Regions from separate parts of the Gossypium hirsutum genome. Here region 2 is linked to region 1. Evidence: chromatin contacts called from public Hi-C data. All regions are on one chromosome and are shown on one strand. Each heading gives the region's core, a stretch centred on a gene start, on an enhancer-like site or on the middle of the called end of the contact. The rest is flanking DNA. Distances are from core to core; before and after follow the strand shown.

Region 1 (5,777 bases), core at 1,058-3,557:
AAGCTTTCAAATGGTTCTTTTTCTCTTCAATATTCGGCCAAAAGATGAACATGCATGGCCCTTTTAATTTGTTATATTAAGCATATATTAGCCTTATTTTTAATTTACTATATTAACCTTTATATATATATATGACATATATAATAAGGTTACATTAGTCCTTTGCCACCCACTAACTTACATAGTGGACTATTTGCATAATAAAACCTCTAAGTTATAAAGACAACAACAATTAGGTGCTTTTATAATTAACCCCTAAATTTTCATTTTACGCGATTAAGCCCTTTTATTAAATCGGACACTTAAACGGCGAAATTAAAACACGAAAATTTCACACAATCAAATGCACACAAAATAAACACACAAAATAATATTAAAATATTTTTTTGACTCGGACTTGTGGTCCCGAAACCACTATGTCCGATTAGAGTCAAAATCGGGTTGTTACACCTCCGCTAGCTCATTGAAACCATAAATGAATTGTGTGTTGAATCGAAAATGAACATAATGAATAGAAATAGAGAAATGGAAAACATTAAAAAATGATTATGATTTTTTCCGAAATGGAGAAATGGAATATTTGGAAATTGAATGTGGTTTTCTCAAAATGGAAATGAAAATGTAAATGGAAATGAAGATGATAAATGATTCATTTGCAAATGAATATGAATTATTCAAAAATGATTAGAAGAATGAGTTTATGTTTTCAATAGTTTTACATCCCGAAAATGAAAAGAAGTTATTCAGACATAGTGAACAAGTTAAGTTGTGAAATATTGAATATATATTTTCTTGGAAATTTTACTAGGGGTAAAATCGTCGTAAATTTTTTGAGGGTAAAATTGGGATTAGAAAACTATTTAATTGAAAAATTAATGTTTATTTTGAAAAATAGAAAAATATGTATTGAGTTAGATTAAATTATAAAGTGTTGGATTAAAATTCTACAAAGCACATATAATTGAGTCCAATACAATGAAATGTCCGAATCCCCATCATAATACATATGAGGGGAAACACACCCTATTAGCCCCTCTCCCGCTCCTAGTTGGACTAGGAAGTTATTTTTCTATTTGAAATAAATCTCTACAATTCAACAAGGGTTTTACCTTCTCTCCCTATAAATAGATAGCACCGATAGAGCTATTTACACAACTTTAAAATATTGTTACTCCGCCAAAAAATAGATAGAATTTATTCTCAACTATTAAATATATTTTTCTAGAATAACAATTCTACCGATTTCTATTAAAGAAGAAAGAATTTTCATTTTCACCTTAAAAGGAAAAGAAAATTTTTTCTAGTTCTGTGTTTTGATTCAATTGGCTTGAGCCCACACTTGAAGTAGTTCGTGGTATAAGAGTAGCGGAGAAGATCGTTTGGTTGAAAGCCGGAAAACGTCAAAGATCCCCTTATTCGAAAACACAAGTATGATTTCGGTTTAAGGTTTATTGCTATAAATATCACAAACCATGTCGATTTTCAAAATTTTAATTTTTCGTTGTACAATAAAACCATTTTCAAATCGGATTTTATTTTCAACACTTCGGACATTGATATGTGGCTTCTTTGATATATGTGAGTAATATTGATGATGCATGATTTGTTAGTTCATACTTATGTGTTAAAATTGCATGGAACATGGCTAGGAAGTGCTAAAAAAAAAGGCTAAAACAGAATTCTGAAAATTTTGGCATGTTTAAAATGAACAAATGGTTCAAAAAGAACACATAAGATCCTTAAAAAAACTATGATATGCTGAAATGGTATGTTGAGTATTTGAGCCTATAAGTTAAAAACTTGTATGCTAGCATAAACATTTAATTGAAGTGTCAAAATATGTTTTTGAAAGTTATGGTATGTTTGAGCATGTTCTAAATGAGTGAGGTAGTGAATATGACTTGTTAGAAATATAAAATAGATTAAAACGCACGAAATGGTATGTTTGGGATCGACCAAAGTTAAAAATTGTAGGTACTGGGCATATAAAGGACAAGTTAGGAGATGGGTTTCGTTTTCCTACGTTCTCAAAGCAATGTGCTTATACTCTTATGAATGTTAAGGTTGTTGTCGAGCAATGTGAGCATCATAAAAACGTGCGAGCTCTTTGGATTAATAACCTATTTACTTTGAGCCACTTGTGGAGACTCTATTTTGATGAGTAAAGTACTTTATTTGGTTTAATTTATTATTTTAAATATCATGATAAGTTTAGTTTTAGAAAAACTTTTAAATTTCGATGTTATATACGATCCGTCGGTATTGTTGTTTTCTTGAGAGCTTTGCTCTTATTGGTTCACATCCCAAATGAGTTCCAACTGTAGGGACAACTTAGGGGCCAATATTCTTCATGTTGGGGACTAGTGCACCCATTTATGTGGGCCTTGAGAAATTTGTTTTGGACTTGTAACTCTTGATATTGCTGAACAATATAAATATGGGGATTCTTTACTAACAGGTGTTAACGGAGGGTTAGTAAGGGATCGTGCCCACGGCTTCAGTGAGCTAGCTAAGGGAATATAGATCACAATGGTTCATGGGAATCCACAAGGTTTTGTTCATTAGGGGGGTAGAGGAACATCTGATTGGTGCTACAGTTGGGTGTATTATGGTTTTTGTTAGGAATGATTCTTTGAGGGTAAAGATATGGTTTTTTACTCTGTTTTCGTATACAACACTGATTGTTGATACAAAGATTATGATCAGGGGTGTTTAGGATTATTGGATGCCGGGAGCATTCAATATGTTTGGCGAAGTCTAAGCAGAGTTTTTGTAATAGTAGGTTGTCTTGCGTTTTGGGTGAAGAGGATGAAATTTTATAATGAGTTTGAAGATTGTCGCGGGTCTCATCCAACAAAAATCCCATCGCCTGTATTTAAAGAGTTAAGTGGCATGCAGTCAGATCAAGGAGTGCTGAAATGGAGTTTATGTGATTTTGTAGAAAGGAGGCTTTGTTATTTATTTATAACAATCTGAAATTTAAAAAAAAAAGTATATATGTTGAGTACTTTAAAAGAAAATCAAGCATATTCATTGATATGATATGCATACTTGTATTTTCTTCTTACCTAAATCCAGGTAACATAGGTCCCAACTAAATCCATTGAACAATATATATAGCAGGGTCAAATCAACCTTTTGGTTGGTAGTTATCCTGTCAATATAAAGACCAAAGAGAACAAATCACCCGCATTTTCGTGGTGAGTTGTAAAAAGTTGATCTCAACCCTTTATTCCTTTAAGATCTACAATCTCCCTTTAATTAAGTAGGAAATGAAACACAAAAAAGCTGGAGAATATTTAATTCAACCACTCCAACATTCAATTTATCCATTATACTGATTGTCGTCAATCAATCTTACCTGATTGAATCCTTCGTCTAATGAATTTTGACTGACGAAAAATAACAATAAAATGCACTAAACACTAACAATATTCTTAGCAATTTGCATCAAAGAGATTTTACAAACATGATTACAGCAGTGCCATTCATTTCCACAAGCACCTTCATGTGTCAATATGCTATAAGTAATGCAAGATTGAGGCAGGCTCCTTATGATTAATCTGGGCTCTGATCAGGCACGTCGCCGCTTCTGAAAACAAAGGTTCGAATCGCAGTTTCTACTATCAGCAACAGCTAGAATCACAAGAGTTGAGACCCTGGAAAGTGATTGGAATATAAAGAAAGATATAGGTAAGAATCCATGCTATGCATTCCAATGTTAACATAACCAAATTGATGACATGATTGACCAAGTTTCAAGTGGTTTGGTGATAAACTGACTAACTCTGATATTGGCACGGCTCAATCAGATTAAAGGACTCAGCCAGTCACTGAGAGATTTGATCCGATTGAACCGTGCCAACATCAAATTTTCAACTATTTTATCAATAGAAAACAAAGAAGAGAAGTCCATCTGATAGCCTCCCAAGCAGCAAAGATCACAGCCTCGCCAGCCACAATTGATGAGACTGAAGCAAAAAAAGGAAAAACACAGATGAATAAAACACTAACATATGCAGTATTACATATTTTAGAATGTAGAATGGTTAGGATGTTCAAATCTATGCTTTATATATAGGGATAAAAAAGTGGGATTATTAATTGTAAAGAAATTTCATAATTTGATTCAAATAGTAATTGATGCACAGAGAAGTTTTCATTGCTTCTATTGCACCTAATTTGTTAAAAGAAATGCCTAAAGAACGTGGGTGGGAGGACCCTCATTTTATATTAATTTGCTTTCTAATCATCGTCATCAAAGCATCATCATTGCTGATCGGTGATCATCTTGGTAAGTAGGATCAAAAGCTATTGCACCTTGCAATTTTCTGGCAGAAAATTTAGCCTTCTCTTTTCGATATCAACCATACCTATTTTCACTTCTAAGATCTCTCATATATATAAACTGAAGCAATAAATACCCAAGGCAAATTCTTAGGACATTGGCCTATATATGTGCGATAATTCATACAGGAAATTGAACTTAAGCATTGCCAAGAAGCGTAAATAAATAAATAAAAAAAGAATGAAAAGAAAAGGGTAGCTTATCAATGAACTAAGCTGCTTTTGTTTGGTAAAAAGATATGGAAAAAGCCATTGGTTCACCAATTAAACGTCAGCTTGACACAGAATCTAACCTAACTAATTTGTCTGGTATTCCTTTATAGATTTGCTGTAATTCGGATTCTTGGTTAAAAATTAGATGGAAATATGTGATGAATAAAAGAAGATGGAAGCCTTTAAAGCTGCCTTTTGCAAGAAAACCTGCATGCTAGAGACAAGCTAAACACATGATATTCATGTTCTGCTCTTTTTTCTGATATATGCATATGGAATGAATAAATCCATGGGTTGTTTTTCCGTTTTCTTTTTCCTTCTTTTGACCTATCCTAATGGTAAATTTTTTCATCTCAAATTCAAATGATTTGAAAGAGTAAGGGCACTCCTTTGGCTCAGTTTTTGCCTCTCACGTTTTGAGTCAATTTTTCATTTCAATCTCATTTGGCTGACATCGGTCAGTTCAATGGGATACCATAATCACTTATTCCCCCAATTTTATCATTTTAACTTTCTATTTACATTTCCATTTTTTTAACACTTCAAAATAGATGAAAAAAAGTTAATCAACAAACATATTTAAAAATTAAAAATTATTAAAAAGTAGAAAAATTATCTAAAAATATTTTTAAAATTTAACAAAATTAATTAATTATTAATGTGTCATACACGTGAATTGTCATGTTAGTAATGTTAACAAATATTAACTTTTTCATCTATTTTGAACAATTTAACAAAGAATACAACTTCAAAAATTAAAAAAGACGAATATTTAAATAGAAAGCTAAAATAAATTTTTTTTTAAAAACAAACAAGAATAAATAAATTATTATAACTATTTCAAATCTCGCTAAAGGTTTGGCTAGAGTCCAAATAAACCATAAAGTTTCTTTTATTTGACAAAAGTACCCATGGATATTATCTATAATTTTTTAATCCTTTAAAGTTAAAATAATACTTCACATTATTATAAAGAACTGAATTAAATATAAAAAATAATTAAAAATATTTATCATTTAATATAATAAATAATTTTCGATTGAACTTTAACTCGATTAACATTAATATTTGTTACAAGTGCAGTAGGATTGGGTTTGAGCACATTAAAGCATGTGTATCCTCCTATTAAATGTTGAGAATGAGTTATAGGTAGTTTTAGGCCTTGTATAAAAATATGTAATAAATAAATTTAAAATGATTATATAATTAATTAAAAT
Region 2 (5,777 bases), core at 1,341-3,840, 43 kb after region 1:
TCCGCACAATTAAATGTTAAGCACGAGGACGACAGCTGACCTAGGGTTAAAGACGACAACCACCCTAAAGTCTATAAATAGGCTCATTTAGAACATGTTATGGGCACCTTTGATATTATATAAATTTTCCCTTGAGATTTAGTTTTTCTCTTTCCTTAGGTTTTAGATTTTATTTTCGTTCTTGTTATTTACTTTTGTGGAGAAATTAGATTTGGGAAATACTATCGAACTCTGTGAATCCCTGCACTTAATTTCAATACAAATCTGGCTTCTTCTAAGATTATACCGTTTATTAGATCCATGAGGAACTAATCCACCTGTGGGGGATTAGCGAGTGGAGGTATGAATAATTAACTGTTTTGTAGGGAATTATTAACGAATCAGATGTTTAGGAAAGAATGAATCTAAACCCTAGGCCTGACAACCCTAGGAAGTCATCAAGGTGAGAATTAACCCAAAATTGGTATGGCCTATCCATGAACACCTTAACCCTGAACCGGTCTGGATTGTGAGGTTGGAAGATAAGTACTTCTTGCCAACTCAATATTTCAGTGGAAGATTGGAAGATCCTGTTAAGGTATTGACTAGTTGAGTGAACAAGAAAACCCGAGACAATAGTTGATTATGACTGCCCATGCCCAGATTGGATACATATTTGATTATTTGATTTCTCGTATTTTATTTATTTACTTTTTTTATTTCTTTTATTATTTTTTTAGTACAGTCTATCAAACATGTTCTATTAATTCTTCGTACTATAATTTAATTAAAGTAAAAAATTAGATCTATTTATGTTTAGATTAGAATTAATTTAGTGCTCGCCTCATTTAGGTACGATCCTCGAAGTACTTACCTACTCCGTTGTAACTATATTACAATCTGACCCGTATACTTGCAAATGTCGCTTTTCATATCTTTTGTGTAGGATTTCTACTTTGGACGTTGGTACGTCTGGAGGCGATCAAGCTCCCCCCAACGACATACCATTACGAAAGCAACTACTCAGTGCTCGTCCAATGACTTTGTCATAAGTGTGTTACCCTCATAGGATATCCTTGATCTCTTTAGAATAATATTCATTCTCCAAACTATTCAGTGCTCGTCCAATGACTTTGTCATAAGTGTGTTACCCTCATAGGATATCTTTGATCTCTTTGGTAATTGACTCATATTAGAATATATAATTTTTTTTTACTTTGAATTTGACGGTAATTGCTCTCGCATTGAATGTGACATCTTATAACTCTGACCCGACGATCGGTTCGAGCGAGGGATGTTACATTTTTTGCTTGCAATCCCTTTTCGCTTTTGCAGAATTGAGTATTATTGATCGAAGCCTTAATATAATTTCCTTATCAAGCTCCTTTTCATCTTCAACTTCTTTCACCATCTTACTTGACACCTTCGAACCTTGGCTTGGACACCAACTGTCACAGGGTTAGAACTTTAATTTGGCAAACCGCACGACCTTAGGCGATTCTTTTGCTTCAGATCCACCTAAGTCAGTATATCCCTCAAGAAGACTAGAATTCTTAAAGAAATTCTCTAAGACATCGAAATAAAGTGAAAGAAAACAATCAAGCAAAGAAGCAAAAAGCAAATAGAAAAGCTACAAGAAAACTAAGTACACCTAGTGTTTGAGTAAATGCACTTAAAAGTGTTATATTACTTTGAAGAAATACAACTAAGTGATTACAAATAAATAACCTATTTTGTAGCAGCTACCAGCCTCTCCGAAGCTAATACATATTATTGATATTATTAACATTAGATTCTGTTATATTTAGGATCTCAAATGAATAATTATTTGTATACAAAATATATATTGTTACTTGAATAAAAAAATTTCAACGTTGTCAACACAATCAAAATATCATCAGGGAGCTGAAAGTTTATTGTAGCTCAAATTCTTTTCAAATTAGTACTAATTAAAATGAGCTAAAGTTATAAGAAACTGGTGGATTTAAAATTTGGGGGATCGAAATTTTCCACTAACAACCCGTTGCTTTCTTTTATTAAAGGCAATTGGCATCAAACTATAAACTATGAACTTGTCTCAAGAATGAAGAAACTGGAATAATTAAAACAGTAATATAATGCAAGCATTGTTTGATATCTCTTGAAAGTAAAAATTATGTAGGCAGTTTCGAAGACTAATAAGAATCCCTTTATGAAAGTCTTAAAATGGAACAAGCAGCATGGAAATGGAAGAAGAGGGGATAGTTTATTATTCTACCCTGAATAAATGTGAATGCCAATAGCAATCACAAAGATAGTGACTAGCCCAAAGAATATGATGGTATGAACAAAAATGGAGATTGGACTCGTCTGGAAGTTAGCAAATTCCACTGCTCTTTTGTTTCCAGGCAGCTGAAACAGCAACCCTGGTGAACACAACACAAACAGCACCACTGCCACCACTACTGGCCCCCAATCTCCCGACATCCCTCTTCCTTTGTTTCCAGCACAATATCTCTTCTAGGACATATATGAGATGGGGTTGAGTGAACCTCTCAATAAAATAGTAGCCATTTAAAGACAAAGGGAGAAGAAAGAGAGAACCAAAAGACAAAGGAAAAGGTTCATAACCGGAAGAGGAACCTTGGGTACCACGTTATCTTGACAGTAACAAGCCTCAGGACGGCCTAATATGGCAATGGAATGGCCATGTGTGGACGGCTGTTGCTTGAATTAGCACACACTCCAAAGAAATAAAAATCATTGTATTGTTTTAACTTGTTTGATTTGTTTATTCAAGTACGTTCATGTTTATTGGTTCAAAACTAGGACAAATTTTTTTGTAACTTGTTAAAAACTAAGACAAGCGAATTCAAAGATTAACCTAGTAAAACAACCCAATAGAGGTCTTGAAAAGAGAGACCAACACCAAGACTCTCACTGGTGGGGGAGTAGCATCAGGGTCAGATTCAGCCAGTATAGATATGGATGTGGAGGGCCACAATCAAAACAGCATAGATGGCAAAGAAAAGAAGAGTGTGGATAGCAATGGCCTTGCCATTGGTTTTCATGCTCCCAAACTCCAGCTGCTTGCTGTTCCCTGGAAATGAAAACAAAAGCCCTGGTGATAGCAACACAAATAGCACCACCCCAATAAGAACTGGAGCCCAATCTGCCATTAAAAATAGTTCCTTGCCTCCAACTATACTAAGAAGAGCTTCAGAAATCAGTTATAAAAGTTCCCTTTTTTTCCAGAGGAGGAAAGTGAAATTACTAGATTGTTTCTGGGTAGGATTAGGAGGAAGATGGGATTATGGCCAGGGGGACTAAAAGATGAAACTTGAAAGAGACAGCTGGGGAGTGGGAACGTGTGATTGGGGCCTGGCTGTGTCGGGGATAGGTGCTTACTTGCCACAGCTAAGTGTCGACTCCTCGTGAATCTAATTGTAGCCATTAGATTTATATTTGTCAAGTTTTGATTAGCGGAAATGGGATTAGGATTAGGATTAGGATTAGGATTATGGATTAAGGGTAATAAAGGTTTGAATGTACTTAAACTTATGCCCTTCGATATTGGTTTTAAAGATGAAAGATTTTATTTTAATTACTTTTTTATATTTTGTTGATAAAGGCAACAACTTTACTTTTGATCATGGCATAACTTTTATATAAAGAAGTCTATAAAAGTTTAACAAAATTGCTAGATTTTTTTAATAAATTATTTAATTAGTCACTGAGCTTTTCACATACTTCTATTTTAGTCATCGAATTATGAAAATCTTCAATTTAATCACTAAATTATCTGAATTTATTTTTTTTAGCCACTTTGTCGTTAAGTTTGACACGGTTGGATGATGTGGTCATTATAAACTACATGAAAGGTCACTTAACCATGAGAGGGTTTTGTTTTGGTTACCCAACTATAAAAAATTTTCAATTTAGTCTATAAAGTTTTTGAAATTAGATTTCCTTTTTAGTCATCATGTTGCTAAGTTGATAATGGAAGTTATAAATAGCCTTTTTTATTGGTATAACAACAAATTTAACCCTTCAATATTTATACATTCTTTCAATTTAGTAACAATTCTAAAAAACCAAAAAATTTAGTACTCAATATTTACAAAATTTATCAATTTAATCCTAATTATAGGTCTTTTTTTATCTCTCTACCTTTCGTTTTATGCTCTTAGATGGTGTTATTCAGCGTAGGAAAACTCAAAGGATTCTAGTTGCCTATACCAGAAAAATCATAATTTGTTAGTAATTTTTTTAACACTTTAGATTAAACGATGCTTCTCCGGCATTGAAAAACTCAAAGATTTTTAGTTTTCGACACCAAAAAGATCATAGGTCAACATAATGTTTTTTAATATATTTTTTATGTTAAAATAGTAGTTCTCCTGTGGCAAAAAACACTTAAATCTTACTAGCGTCAAATAAAAATATTTTAAAAAAACTTTCTAGCACCAAATATGAGTAAGAATGTTTAGGGCTATTTTTTTTTCAAGAATTACAACTACATTGATAAAAGCATATAAATATTGAATGGAAAAATTCGTTATTAGGCAAATAAATAAAAGGACACATCAAACTTCCATTATCAACTTAATGACAAGGTGACTAAAAAATATACTTTCAAAAACTTTAATGAGTAAACAAAAAAAAATTATAGTTAGGTGATCAAAATAGAAAAACTTTCATAGTTGAGTGACCACTCATATAGTTTCTAATGGCCATGTCCTCCAGCTATTTCAAACTTAATGGCAAAATACCTAAAAAATGAATTTGGATAATTTAGTGATCAAATTAAAAATTTTCATAGTTTGGTGACAAAAATAAAAATATACGAAAAATTCAATGACTAATTAAGTGGTTTATCTTTTTTTTAAAAAAAAAACTTCATGTTTTTGAAATATCATAAGTTTTTACCAATGAACTGAGCATTGTGTTTGTAAAATATTAAACTATTTAGGATTAAATCACATGTTGGGACTTGAATTTGGTAACTTTTTTTACACTTGAATAAAATATTTTTTTGTCCAAGTTAGATTTTGAACTTGGTAATTATTCTCACATTGGGGTCTGAACATTTTTTTTGTCCAAGTTAGGCCCTAAACTTAACAAATGTTCCTACATTGTGACTTCAACTTTTTTTTATACAAGTCAGTCCTTGAAACCCTAAATTTCAAGCCTTAATGTGGGTATAACCTCCTCAATCCAATCCAAACATTATGGCCAAATTATGGAGGTCACACTAGCCACTAAAATGGTCGTAGTAAAACATTGAGTTTCAGAAAAAGTCAGTAATCCATTTCGTAAAAGAATTCAAGTTTTATAGAGGGTGTCAATACCAATTAGAAAATTATTAATACTTAAATAAGTATCAATACGGTTTAGGCATTCTGCCAATTTTGAAATTTATAAAATTGATGGTCACTAAACTAACTATAAATATGACAAAGGCAAGCCCACCTATCGAACAATAGTATAGCTACGGTGAGTAAAGATATCGTATCCGCGAGGACTAAAAGTATTAGTAATTACCATTTTCCTATGATTTAGCCGACAAATTGGAGTGATGTGTTTTAATCTAAAATTATTAAACTAATTTATCTAAGAACACAACAAAGAATGAATCAAGAAAATAATTGAATATTAACCAATGAGATAGACAATACCTAGGAAAGAATCCACCTAGACTTCACCTATTATTATGAATCTGAAATAAACGATTTATTCACTTGTGCCTTGATCCGTAGAAATCCTCAAATTATGTTAATATCTCTTTCGAGAGTAAGAACAACTGACTCTAGGTTGAC

Evidence for each region. A called contact is a pair of places that touch in the nucleus more often than the background predicts.
Region 2: a contact with region 1 is called in a Hi-C map of hypocotyl, with 2.4 times the contacts expected there. The contact joins the promoter of LOC107899729 here to the enhancer-like site in region 1. A contact is called at or near these places in 4 of 34 Hi-C or Micro-C datasets (fibers, hypocotyl, leaf and 1 more).

What each region holds. Positions count from the first base shown.
Region 1 is chrD04:15,983,219-15,988,995 of Gossypium_hirsutum_v2.1, forward strand. No RefSeq gene overlaps it. Among protein-coding and RNA genes, the nearest start is that of LOC121216394, 9.3 kb to the left of the region's middle. Within about 2 kb of position 2,308, at least 2 of the 9 cell types and tissues checked have an H3K27ac peak or open chromatin away from gene starts, as enhancers often do. A contact at or near this core is called in fibers and hypocotyl, where this site is marked.
Region 2 is chrD04:16,026,405-16,032,181 of Gossypium_hirsutum_v2.1, forward strand. LOC107899729 reads right to left here and starts at 2,591. Exons shown (of 1, transcript XM_041092062.1): 1 at 1,175-2,591. The coding sequence starts at 2,445. The coding sequence ends at 2,233.